Regions from separate parts of the Mustela erminea genome. Here region 1 is linked to region 2. A link is a contact called in public Hi-C data. All regions are on one chromosome and are shown on one strand. The core of a region is the stretch at or near the end of the contact, and the rest is flanking DNA. Distances in the headings are between cores, read along the strand shown. Region 1 holds the start of MORC3 (MORC family CW-type zinc finger protein 3). Region 2 holds the start of LOC116597205 (carbonyl reductase [NADPH] 3).

Evidence for each region. A called contact is a pair of places that touch in the nucleus more often than the background predicts.
Region 1: a Hi-C map of fibroblasts shows a contact between it and region 2, with 7 times the contacts expected there. The contact joins the promoter of MORC3 here to the promoter of LOC116597205 in region 2. A contact is called at or near these places in 2 of 3 Hi-C or Micro-C datasets (fibroblasts and skeletal muscle).

Annotation. Positions count from the first base shown.
Region 1 is chr1:211,691,312-211,698,240 of mMusErm1.Pri, reverse strand. MORC3 (MORC family CW-type zinc finger protein 3) reads right to left here and starts at 5,074. Exons shown (of 17, transcript XM_032354678.1): 1 at 4,939-5,074. The coding sequence starts at 4,977.
Region 2 is chr1:211,552,062-211,558,871 of mMusErm1.Pri, reverse strand. LOC116597205 (carbonyl reductase [NADPH] 3) reads right to left here and starts at 2,313. Exons shown (of 3, transcript XM_032354595.1): 1 at 1,818-2,313; 2 at 320-427. The coding sequence starts at 2,106.

The sequences.
Region 1 (6,929 bases), core at 3,825-6,324, 140 kb before region 2:
AGTGGTCAAATTCACAGAGAGTAGAATGGTGGCTGCTAGGGGCTATGTGAAGGGAGAATGGAGAATTATTTGTTAATAGATACAGAGTTTTAGTTTTGCAAGATGAAAAGAGTTCTGCAGACTGTACAACAAAGTGAATGTATCTAATAGTACTGAGTTAAATACTTAAAAATGGTCAAGATGGTAAATTTTATGTTAAGTGTATTTTACTACAATAACAAAGAGATAAATACCAAGTCAGCAAACTGAACAACGTGATACTCCCATTTCCTTTTCCCAGCTGAGCTTTCAGGAGAGCTAGCAGCCAGAATTATATATGCCATGGCAAGAGACTAGATGTAGAATTCCTCTCTGGAAAACCGAATGATTTCCAAAAGTTCCATCTGCTCCTTTTACAGTTATGCCAGGCCTTTCTGGATAGCATCTTATTTTTGTTGATCCCACTTTTTAAGAATTACTTTAAAAAATTTTAAAGTGGGACGCCTGGGTGGCTCAGTTGGTTAAGCAGCTGCCTTCGGCTCAGGTCGTGATCCCAGCGTCCTGGGATCGAGTCCCACATCGGGCTCCTTGCTCGGCGGGGAGCCTGCTTCTCCCTCTGCCTCTGCCTGCCATTCTGTCTGCCTGTGCTCGCTCTCTCCCCTCTCTCTCTGATAAATAAATAAAATCTTTAAAAAAAAAAAATTTTTTAAAGTTATTTTTTGAAGCTTTTAAATTCCAATTAGTAAGCATACTGGGTAATATTATTTTCAGGTGCACAATACAGTGATTCAACACTTCCACACAACATCCAGTGCTCATCACAAATTTTTACCTAACTTTAAACAAGCCTATTTTATTTTCAAATACTTCCATGCTTCCATTCTTTAGGCTCTTACAAATACTGACATAGAGTGCCCCCAACAAAACATAACTGATTACTATCTTTCTCATCACCCAACACTGAAGCCCTCCAAAAGAGCTCTACTCATATATGTCCAGTCAGCTGTGCATCTTACTTGGAAATGTAAGCAGGTTAACCATCTCCAGACATTTGAGACTACAAAATTGTAAGACAGAAGCACAAAGAAAAAGGAACAAAGAAAGCACCGGCATGCAGCAAGCAAAAGAAAACTTCAAAAATGCTGTGATCAATATGCTCAGTGATAACAAATATTTTGTCTAGGGGAGATGACTGCTTGATCGAGAGAGAGAGAGAGAGAGTGTGTGTGTGTGTATGTATATATATATATATAATAAGTAGGCTCCATACCCAGTGTGGGGCTTTAACTCACGATCCTGAGATCAATAGTCACACACTCCATTGACTCGGTCAGCCAGACACCCCTGTCCAAGGAAGATTTTAAAAAGACATTCAGGGGGCACCCGGCTGGTGCAGATGGTTAAGTGTCTGACTCTTGGATTCCAGTCAAGTCCTAATTTCTGAGTCTGTTTCAGACTCTCTCTCTCCCTCTCCCCCTTCTCCCTGCTGTGTGCACACGCTCGCTCTCTCTCAAATAAATAAATAGATCTTTTAAAAAAGATATTATTGTTATTTATTAATATAATTATTAATAATATGGTTAATATTAATAATGATGGTTATTAATAATAATGGTTAAATAAATAATAAGAGAAAGGAGAACAAATGGAGGAAATCTCACAGAAAAGAAACAAGTAGGAAAACAGGAGACAAAAGAAAACTGAGAAACAGAGGGAAGAAATATGTCAAATAAATGAGAAAATTTTCCAGATTATTAAGAACTTGAATTTCCAGCCTAAGTGTCCAATACAATACATAGGACTCTACTACAATAAAGCATACTTTTAAATTTCTAAGATATATCATTCTTAATTTAGAATGACAAATCCAGCTAAATGATATATAAAGGGCAAGAAACAATATATCTCCAAGAAATGACACAAAATTTTTTTCTTCCCATGTACTCTGCTCTCAGAAGCTATACCTGTTTTTGGAAGGATGGATGCGCTCCACCACTACCAGGAACAAAAACAGCAAATATTTCCTGGGCACTTACTGCATGCACAAACCTGTTATATGTATTTGCTCCTTTAATGTTTAAAACCACCCTTTGAGGTGCCCGCCCATCCTTCAGATTAGAAACTCAGGCACAAAGAAAGTAAATAATTTGCCAAGGTTACTTATCCATTCGTCAGTCAGGATTTGAACCCAGGCAGGTGGGCTCCAGAGCCCATGCTCTGTCACTTGTCTACTGCACCTGCCAAGGGAGTAAGCTCCAAAAGAGGAATATGTGGGATGGAGGCACAACGAAAGGGGAAGGAAATTTCCAGAAAGATGATAAAGGGAAGTCCCCAAAACACAAGTAAGCCAACAGAACTGACAAAACATTGGGTGTGCTTGAGCACATCTGGAAAAGATTTTCCAGTTCTGTGAAAGTTTGGATAAAAGAGCAAATCTAAGCAAACAAAATACAATTATTAACCTCAGAAAGACAAAACGCTGTACAACAAAGAAAATGCAATCATAGTTCTGGTTGGCTCACTTGTGAATAATGATAAGAGTGATAAATCATACAGCAATTCCACAAAAAAGATAAATGCATTGGAAGGATGGGAGGATGTGAAAAGAGTACGCACAGGTCAGTTAAATCCACAGCAGAACTACCAGAAAACAACAAAACGGTAGCAGCATTTTAACTTAGAGATAGGAAAGCAAAAAGCAAAAATTTAAATGTTTCTGTCATTCTGCATTCTGTCCTTGGATCTCCTGCCCTCCTAAATTAAAATATGCATACATGATTATGGTTCACCCCTTATGTCTTAGGATCTATGACTTTTGACAAATGCATAGACTCATTAATTCCTAGACTCCTAATGAAAGCATCTGACAGCTACACCCAAACAGTGAGCATAGCTGTAGTCAAATGAAATTTATGGAAACTGAAATGTGTATGTCACATAATTTTCCTATGTTGCAAAATACTCTTTTGATTTTTTCCAACTGCTTAAGAGTCATGTTTAAGAATCACACTTGGGATGCTTGGGTGGTTCAGTGGGTGAAAGCCGCTGCCTTCAGCCCAGGTCATGATCCCAGGGTTCTGGGATCGGGGCCCCACATCAGGCTCTCTGCTCCATGGGGAGCCTCCTCTCTCTCTCTCTGCCTACCTCTCTGCCTACTTGTGATCTCTGTCAAATAAATAAAATCTTAAAAAAAAAAACAAAAAAACCTTCTTAGTTTATGGGCCATACAAAAACAGGTGGCAGGCTGGATTTGGCCCATAAGCCGTAGTTTGCCAATTCCTGCCCTAAAGCAAAAAGATGGGTGGAGATACAGTCCAGAAGCTGCAGATGGGAGATTCCGTCAGTGAGGTTCCAAACAGCCCATATTACCCACAAAAGGAATATTTAGCACATGGACAGCTGCTTCACCCAGAAAGCCAGCTAACAATACCGGTCTCTTAACACTGTTTTGACTCTTGCGTTTGCTCCCTTTATCACCTCAGTCTTGAGAACTTAAGACAGCAACACTGGAGAAGCCAGGGAAATGAGAAGAAAATCCTCTTGCAGAAAGAGGACAAAACCACTTCACTCCTTTTCCCCACGACAGGATTCTGGTACAGAACGTGGCCCAATCTGAGAGGGGGAAGGTCTGGGCATTAAACTGAATAAGATATTTTAAATCACATGAGGACAGACTTTACAATACCTGAGGCTAACTGGAAAGCCTTACTTACATATGCCCAGATTCACCCAAGCGTCGAAGACAGGCAAACAATACTTAAACCCAGTGCTAAGAAAGAATAAAGTTGCTCTCTATATTCAAACTACTAAATATTATCTCATTCAACAGGCCAGTTATGTAACCAAAGGACCTTTATTCAGTATAGGTAAAGAACACTTAACGATCAATAAAAATCTCTTTAAGAGAAAATACAAAAATGGGCAAAGGATACAATAGGTGTTTTTTTTAATAAGCTAAATGTGAATAACTTTTAAGGAAATGCAAAATAAACCCAAACACACTTTACATTCATCATACCGAAAAACTGTTCAAGTCCAAGGATACCAGGTGTGGGTAAGAATGATTAAACGAAGAAGTCAGAGGGCAATGCACCAATTTTAAAGCAATAGTATTACCACTCGATCGTTAAATTTAACGAGACTACGGTAGCCATTCTCTGGCAAGAGTCACCAACCTCAAAAGAGGAGGTACACTTCTGCACAACACCAACTTTCGGAGGATCATCAGGAAAGCCACGCCCACATTTTAGGAGGTGAAATTTCATTCTTGTGTGTGACCGCTCCCTACGACTCAGGACTCACAGATACAAGAAACGCTGGAGGGTTTCCAAGAACGCCCCGAAACAGACACGACGGAGAGGCCAGAGAAAACGGGAGAACCCAGTGACTTGGTGATCTGGGCCCGAAGGCTTAACTGGAAGGAAGCGGCAGGAATGTGAACGAATCAGGAAGACCCGTCCCGGCTCGCTTCACCCCGTCCCATCGCCTAGAGGTCAAGGCCGCCTGGCATTTCTGGTCGCGGACTGCCGCTCCCGTTCCCTCCCCCTCCCGCCCCGGGGCGCCCCGCCGGCCCGCGGGCTGGGAAGGGTCAGGGGCCCCCGCGGTCCGAGAGACGGGTGGTGCGGCCACTGAGGCCTCGCCCTCGAACGACAGCTGCTAGGCTGCCAGGAGAGAGCCGGGAGGAGGGGCCGCGGCCCCGGCCCGCCCCAAAGCCGCGGGGGGCAAAACAGAAACCCAGCGCCGAGGAAACGGAACGCAGCCGGGCCCGCACCGCCCGGCCCTGTCCGCCGCCGAGTCGCTCCGCCGACGGGAGCGAGATGGCCGCCCCCTCCCCCGGCCCCGCCGCGGCCCCAGCCGCCGCGCCGACGAGTCGCCACCGCCCACTGCCGGCCCCCCCTCGCTTGCCCGCCTGCCCGCCCTCCTGGGACACGGCCCGCTCCACCCCTCGCGGCTGCTCACCGCGCTGAGGCGGATCCCGCTGGGTGGCTGCGCCGCCATCTTGAGCGAGCTACAAAGCCAGGACCGGCCTCGGCCGCAACCCGACTGGGAGGCGGCCGGGACGACTGTGGAGCCCGCTGAGGCCCGCCCACTTCCGGGGCGGGGCGCGCGGCTGCCCCGCCCGCCCACTTCCGCCTCAGGCGCAGTTGTAAGAGTGTGGGGCAAGTGAACCGCCAGGTTGGTTGAAGCCGTGGGGAACTGGGCTCGAAGCGCTGGGCCCCGCTAGGGAAAGGGCGCATGCGTGAGAGTGGCGGGCGCGAAAGGGACGCGGACGGCCTAACTGGGCCTGGGAAGTTGAGGGTCCGGAGTTTGGGGTCTGTCACGCCGACCGCTGGGGCCCAGAGGGGTAGGTGACCTTGTGCGCTGGGGCCGGGCGAGGCGAGCTCGAGGCGCCTGACGCGGCTGCACGTGCACTGCGCTGAAAGAAGCCGTCCGGGCCCCGCCTGGGTCCGTGTGATTTGAAGCCGTGTTAACGAGACGGAGACGTGGTGCGCTTGGGGTTTGCCCTGGAGGTTCCCAGCCCTCGGCCTGGTGAAGAGAGCCTTTCGCTCGTGCACACTGACGCGCTGTCGACTTTGCGCCGGGGCTTGGGCTGCGGGAGTAGGATCTAGAAACGAGGGAGGCTAGGGCTCTAACACGCTGTAGGTAAACAAAGGGTGGACAGGGTTCTTTAAACCATTTAGGTTTTTCGCTTTTAGTTTTTCCTTTTATCTCTTTGTCCTGATTTTGGGGAGGTATAAGCACATGTCGGGTCTCCAACACTTGTTTTTCATTCATTGAATGTTTTTAACTAAAGAAAAAAAAAAAACCCAAAACCGAGTTAACCCATTTTTCCCACCCACTCCCCACCTGTTGCTTTTTTTTTACTGTAATTCATTTTCTTTGTAAAAATTCCGATAATACGGAAATACAAAACACGAAGTTTACCCGGAATCTCTTCACCAGAACATATGAACAATGTGGTATGCATTATTAGTTCAGGCTTACTATATACTAAATATTATTTCCAGTACAGATTGTCTCGCCACTTGCTACAGTTCTACTTAGCATTTGTCAACCTTACCATGGTGCGGAAATGCTACGCATTCAGTAGAAACTGTAATTGGGGGGCCCCTGGGTGGCTCAGTCAGTGAAGAGTCTGCTTTTCGCTCAGGTCATTATCTCGGGGTTCTGGGATGAAGCCCAGCGCTGGGCTCCGTGTTCCGTGGGGAGCCTGCTTCTCCTCCTCCCTCCGTTACCCGACCCAAGCTCGTGTGCTCTCTCTCTCTCTCTCTCCATCTGCACTCTCTCTTTTAAATAAATAAATAAAATCTTTTTTTAAAAAATAACTGTACTTAGAATTTTGGATTTCGCTCTTTTGCTGGTGTGAAAATTAATAAACAGAAATCTCACTAAAGTGGAGTTGGGAGTTTGCACAGGGTGACCTCTCCTGCCCTACCAGTTTCACCAATTGCAGACCCAACAGGAAGAGACGGACTTGACATTACCTGGACTTGACCTTGGTACTACTTTAATATCTCTGGGGGAAAGAAAAAGCACTTACCTTGTCTCTTACAACCCTGAAACACCTCAGCCAAGAAGCCACTACACTTTGAATTCCCAATTTACCGCAGTGGACTTTTTAGTTTAAAACCGTCTTCTCAACCTACGTCTTCTCTCCTTAAGAAAGGTTACCTCCCCTTTATTCCCTTGACCTGACTCTGGATTTTGCTGCAACTTGTTTGTCTCCGATTACAGTTCTCTTTTATTCTTGAGTAAGCCCATTTTTGCTAGTAAAATAACTGGCGGTTTTTATTTTATTTTTAAAATTAGTACTGGGCTAGCAATATCCGGTATGATCCTCTCTCGTGTTCCTGGGTAGCAGTAAGCTGTAGATCCCAATCAGCCATGCTATCAGAATGAACAACCTATATACACTTAGAACCGTCGCACCCAATCTGGTTTTCACTTTC
Region 2 (6,810 bases), core at 1,064-3,563:
ATTTATTTGACAGACAGAGATCACAAACAGGCAGAGAGGCAGGCAGAGAGAGAGAGGGAAGCTGGCTCCCTAACAGCAGAGAGCCCTACGTTGGGCTTGATCCCAAGACCCTGGGATCACAACCCCAGTAGATGGCAGAGGCTACACTGAGCCACCTTTTAAAGCTGAAATGTGCAGGTGAACGCTTAGGAGAAAACAGTGCAGTTTTCTGTGTCCCCCACACAGAGAAATGGCATCCCTAGGTCACTCCTGAAGGACAGCCCCAGTGCCCACTTCTTGTCAAGGGATACAACTTGACAATCCACGTGGTTGGACTTACCATGAGGTTTTATTATCGGCAGTAATTCGATGCAGACATTTCTTGTGGCAAAAAAGTTTGTCTTCAGCGTTATGTCAGCTTGAATGTAGAAGGGTGTTGGATCGTCGGCTTCCAAAAAAAGAAGGAAACAAAGTCACGCATTACCTCCTGAAAGGTACACGACAGGCGCATCTTATCTCTAACTACAGGAAAAACAAGCTAACTTTAAAAGGATTTTTAAACCCCTAGGTCGGTAGTTCCCAAAACTTCAGGCAGGTCTCTGAAGCACCTGCAGGGCGGGTTAAAACACAGTGTTCTGGGCTCCACCCCCCGGAGTTGGGGATGGAGAAGATCTGGGGTGGGGCTCCAGAATGTGCATTTCGAACGCGTTTCCAGGTGACGTGGCAGCTATTTGGTCTAGCCCCACTTTGGGAATTCCCGGCTTTCCCCGGCCGCTGCTCAATCCTGACCGGGTATGGGACGCACCTCGGGATTCTGTTCAAACGCAAACTGTGATTCAGCAGGTGTGGCAGGAGGCCTTAGCGCAGGTGCCGCTCGTGCACGGCCCACCTGGTGGAGGGGGCGGGGGCTTCCAGCCGACGTGCGTTCCAGGAAGCGGAGCACCCAGCTACCAACCCCTCCACCGGCCGCCGAGGTCTGCTGCAGCAGGGGTCTGCCCCTTCCCGCCGGCGCTCGCAGACAGCCCGCAGGCTGACCTGGAGGTGCGGATGCACAGCCTCGGTGAGGGGTCAAGACCGGGGCGGGAATCAGTCGAGGCCTCGCACTAGTTGTGTTTTGTCTCTTGGGTGTCTCTTCCCCACTAGGTTGGTAAATGAGGTTGGCCTATTTCTACCCCAGCACAAGGCAGCTCAACTAATTTTCTCCTTGGAGCAACAGAGAAAGTAACCTCCTTGACTTTCCCCCCCCTCCAAAGATGCTACTTAAAACCCCACTTAGAATGTATGTTTGATGACAACCCTAAATGCCCGGGGGAGGGAACAAGGCTCGCTTCCTTTCTGCCTGAGCCTATCAAAGCTCTCCATTAAACAAAATCTCAAGTCCACTAACGTGCTAAGTGCGCGCCCATCGTGTCTCCGCGATCATTTCCTGTCCCGAGCAGATGCCTCCGGGCATCTATGAATTCACCCTTTCAAGGAAAGCGAAAGCCCGAAGTGAGCTCGGAGACCCCTCGCAAAGAAATTTTTTTCTTTTTTTTTGCATTAGACAGAAAGCTGATGAGTTTAGCAGGGCGTGGCCCCCTCCCAGGAGGCCGGTTTTCTGGCACACTTCAACAGCAGACCGCTCGCGGAGGGCCCTGGGCTGCGCCCCGCCCGCCCTGCGCGAAAGCGAACGGCTCCGGCGACTCCGTGGAAAGCGAACCAACCGCGCGAGGCCACTGCCGAGAGCTTACGGAGAAGCCCGCGCTGCGCTCCGCGGTCATTCGAGTAGGCGAGTGGGGGTTGCCTGTGGCTCTCTGCCCCGAACCCGTGGCGCGCCCAGGGACCCACCGCCGACTTACGCTTGAATGCGATGCCCGCGTTGTTGACCAACACGTTGAGGCCCCCGTACTCCTTGCGCAGGAAGTCGCGCAGGGCGCGGATGCTCTGCAGGTCGTCGATGTCCAGCAGGTGGAAGCGGGGACTGAGGCCCTCGGCCTGGAGCTGCTGCACCGCCGCGCGGCCCCGCGCCTCGTCCCGCGCCGTGAGCACCACGTCCCCTGAGAACTGCCGGCACAGGTCACGCGCGATCGCGAAGCCGATGCCCTTGTTGGCCCCGGTCACCAGCGCCACGCGGCTGCAGGACGACATGGCCGGGGGAGGCACTTGGAGAGCGGACCGGGCTGTGGGCCACCGGGGAGCGCGCTGCAGAGACGCGGACACAGAGAAGCCACAGAGCCCTGAGTTCTGGGATCCAGTGCTGCGACTTCTAGAGAACGAGGCCCCAGCCCTTGGTCCCTCCCCTGCGAGGAGTGGCGGTCTGTTCCCGAAGGTTTCGTAACGGCCCCCTCCCGGGCCCGCCCCTTCCCTGGAGCTGCGCGCTCTGGATCCCGCCCCTGAGTCGAGCGGTGGTCTGCGGGGCGGGAGCGGTGGTAGTTTTTCCCAAAACCGAAGCGGGTGGTGATGAGTCGATGGGTGCTGGAGATGCATTGCATTTGGATCGAAAAAACTATTTTAGGAAAACCCCTAAAGGAGAAAAACAAGGGCTGAGTAATTTTCTTGGGCGTGCGCCTACCATCCACTGCAAAATGAAAATGTTTGCCGTTTCCTCAAATGCGGTGAAATTATTTAGACACGGTAACTGCTTCTATGGTCATGGTGCCCTCTTTTTGCTTAAACTCAAGAAAGAATGAGAGAAAAAAGGTCCAATGAGTGGATTCACGGGTGGGGGTAGGGTTCATCTTTGGGTGTGATTCCCAACGCGCCCCCAAGTGGGAGGGAGTGTTAATGAAGCTCTTGCTGTGTGCCAAGCCTCTTATTGGAATGTTTTTACTTAAACCTTACATAACTCCTGTGGGTGCCAAGTGTCTGAGTTTTAAGTTGTCCAAGGAGGAGGGATATCGATATATTTTTTCCTCCCAGTGAAACCTGTGCATCCACAAAGTTCAAATGAAAATGAATCTCCAGGTGTGTCGAGGTCTGCATAGGCAATTAGGGCCCCCCCCTTCTTTAGCCTAATCTGAAGGTGTTTGATTAGTGACGCTTAAATTTATGGAGAGCTGGGACTTCATTATGACTCAGCTTTTCTCAAGCAGAGCTGGCTAAGCTGCTTGCCTCTGTCACTGTGACTCCAACCTTCCCCAAACCAACAAGGGCGGTCAAGAAGTGGGCTTCTCCTGGGTGGTCCCCTACTGTGGCTCAACCTGCAGGTTTTTCCCCCCTCTAAAAATTATGTGGAACTTTATTTTAAGGAGGTAGGGCTATTCTGGGTTTCTACTTCTTTTTGAGTGAGCTTAATTCGTGGTTTTCAAAAAATTTGTTTATTTCATTGAAGTTGATTGTTTTGACATGAAGTTGTTCATGATGTGCTCTGACTAGTCCTTTTAATATTGGTAGTGACGTCATCTCCCTTATTCCTGATATTGGTCATTTGTGTCTTTCATATTTTTTCTCCTGCTCTGCCTGGGGAAAGGTTTATTGATTTTATGGGTTTTTTCCCCTTCTCAGGGAAACATCTTTTGGTTTTACTGATATTTTTTCTCTATTTTTTTCCAGTTATAATTTTATTCTAACCTTTATTTCCTTTCTTTTGCTCACCTTGGGTTTTGTTTACTTTTTTAGTTTTTCACCATGGATTCTAAGGTCATTAATTTGAGATCTTTCTTCTTTTCTGTAGGTGTTAAGGGCTATTAATTTCCCTTTATTTATATTTATCTTTTTTTGAAAGGGTGGGGGAAAGAGAGAATCTCAAGCAAACTCCATGTTGAGGTGGGAGCCCAATGTGGGGCTCGAGCTCGTGATCCTGAGATCATGACCTGAGCCAAAAAAAAAAAAATCAGATGCTTAACCAGCTGAACCACCCAGGGTCCTATTAATTTCCCTTTAAGTACTGCTGTTGGTAGCATCACATAAATATTCATATGTTGACTTTTCAATTTTAATCAGTTTAAAATACTTCCTAATTTGCTTATTGATATCTTCTCTGGCTTGTATTTAAAAGTTATTTTTAAAATCATTTTTAAAAAATATTTTATTTTTAAGTAATTTCCACACCCAACATGGGGCTCAAACTCACAATCCCTGAGATCAAAAGTTGTATGCTTGGGGCACCTGGGTGGCTCAGTGGGTTAAGCATCTGTCTTCAGCTCAGGTCTTGATCTTAGGGTCCTGGGATGGAGAGCCACAGGCCTGGCTCCCTGCTCAGTGGGGAGTCTGCTGCTCCCTCTGCCCCCTGCCCCTTAGCCCTTCTTCTGCTCATGTGCACATACTACCTCTCTCTCCCAAATAAATAAGTCTTTAAAAAAAAAAAAAAAGTAGCACGCTCTACTGGCTGAGCCAGACAGGAGCCCAGGAAGTGTATTTTTAAAAGTTTTCAAGTATTTGGAGATTTTCCAGATATCTTGCTGTTATTGATTTCTAACTTGATTCCATTGTAATCAGAGAACATACTGTTGTAAGACCTGAATCCTTAAAGAGTTTTAAAAGCTGGGAGAGAGATATTAAAGCATGTTTTTGTGCAAAGGTAATAATCTCAAGGGGAGGTAAAAATTGGTGTTGGAGGGGCGCCTGGGTGGCTCAGTGGGTTAAAGCCTCTGCCTTCCGCTCAGGTCATGATCCCAGGGTCCTGGGATCAAGCCCCGCATAGGTCTCTCTGCTCAGCAGGGAGCCTGCTTCCCCCACTCTGTCTCTCTCTGCCTGCCTCTCTGCCTTCTTCTGATCTGTCAAATAAATAAATAAATAAATAAAATCTTTAAAAAAACAATTGGTGTTGGAGAGAAAGGGAGTAATTCAAGAACAAATATATGGGAGGCAGATGCCTTTGGAATCTAGGGCTTAGGTGGGGGCTTGTCACTGGAAGCAGGCACTTCTTGTAACAAGAGGAAAGCAGTGTGTGGTCATTCTTTTTTTTTTTTTTTTTTAGATTTTTATTTATTTATTTGATAGACTGAGATCACAAGTAGGCAGAGAGGCAGGCAGAGAGAGAGAAGAGGAAGCCGGCTCCCCGCTGAGTGGAGAACCCGATGCGGGGCTCGATCCCAGGACCCTGGGATCATGACCTGAGTGACCCAGGCGCCCCATGTGGGGTCATTCTTGAAGGCATTATTTTTTCTTTGAATCGGCCATTGGAAGTCATCAGCAAGAGGTTTCAGTCTGGGAGATTTGAGAATGTAATAGCCATCTTGTGGAGTGTTGAAGGTGAATGTGTTAGGGAACTAGGCGGCACTAACTAGTGGCGCTGGGCCCCATTTGTGATCCGTGGTCATTAACACCGAGACAGCATGATCAGCTTCCCGCAATTCTCCCACGTCCCCCCTCCACCCCGCAGCCCCCCCCCCCCCCCCGCCCCAGCGTGTCTAGCTGCTAGTATAGGCTGGGAATGATGGTGAAGTTGAGAGCTGGTGCTTTGGCAGGCACACAGGGTGTTTGCAAGGGAAGGGTGGTAGTGTAGGACTATGGTCTCAAAGGATGGAGGAAGGCAATTGAGGAAGTTGGAGATTTATAATGAAGGAAAAATATTAGGGTTGATGGAAGGGGAGGACTCTGAAGGCAGGACACCTTTGGAGGAAGCCAGGTCCTGAGGCGTCAGTGAGGGGCGCTTGGAGATGGAAGTCGCAGAGGCGATGTGGATGTGAATTCTGTGAAGTGGGGAGGGAAATCTCGGTGTGATGGAGGTCAAGGGACTGGGAAGTCAAGATTCTGGATGGTTTCTGACCTCATCAGAGATGAGAACAGACATAGAGAAGAAGATACCGAGCCATGTGCTGGCCTCAAGGCATGTACCCTTCTGCTGTTGCTGTCTCGAAATTCTTGATTGTTTTTAAATAAGAGTCCCTCATCTTCATCTTGTGCTGGGCCCTGCAAATTATGTAGCAGGTCCTTGTCACCCCCATGAATGAAGGGGTGTGATGAGATTGGCTTGAAGGAAGTGTGTCCTTTATAGCAACAGAGCCCAAGTTCTCCGTGTTAGAATCTCCTGGGGATCTTAAAATAAAAACCAAAAACCCCAGAAAAACAAATACAGAATCCTAGCTCCATCCCCAAACATTGTGATTTAATAGGTCTGGGGTGTGACCTAAGCCCTGGGACTCTTAAAAGCTCTCCTGGTGAGCCCACTGTGCAACAAAGGTTGGCAGCCATTGGGTTCGAGTAGCAGAGTGGGTTGATTGGTTAAAAGCGACATGATCTTCAAAAAAGTTGGTGTTTTCAAAAGAGAGAAGCTGAGAAAAGCTTTGGCACAGGTTATCATGGTAGATAGACTAAGCAATGCTCTTAGGAGTTCATGTCCTAATCCCTAGAACCTTGAATGTTACTTTACTTCACTGAGACCAATCACATCACATGCAGATGTGATTCAGTCAAGGCCCTTGTGATGGGGTGATTATCTTGGATTATCTTGGTGGGCCCAGTGTAGTCCCAAGGGTCCTTAATTACATTTTATTTTATTCTTATGATTTAGTAACCTCTACATCCAATGTGGGGCTTGAACTCACGACCTTGAGATCAAGAGTCACATGCAAACACTAAAAAGAAATAAAATAAAATAAAATGAAAAACAAACAAACAAACAAACAACAACAACCAATCATATGCAGTACTGACTGAGCTAGCCAGGTGTCCCTGCCAACCGGTCCTGGCAGGGTCCTTATTAAAGGGAAGCAGGGAGCTCAGAGCCAGAAGAGATGAAAGATAAAACAGAGGGCAGAGAGGGAAATTGGGAGAGGCTGTACTGCTGAATCTGAAGACCAAGGAAGGGGCCAGAAGCCAGGCAGCCTCCAGAAGCCGGAAAAACCAAGCAAATCTCCACCCGGCCCCCATCCCCAGCCTCCTGAAAAAATGCAGCTCTGTTGACATCTT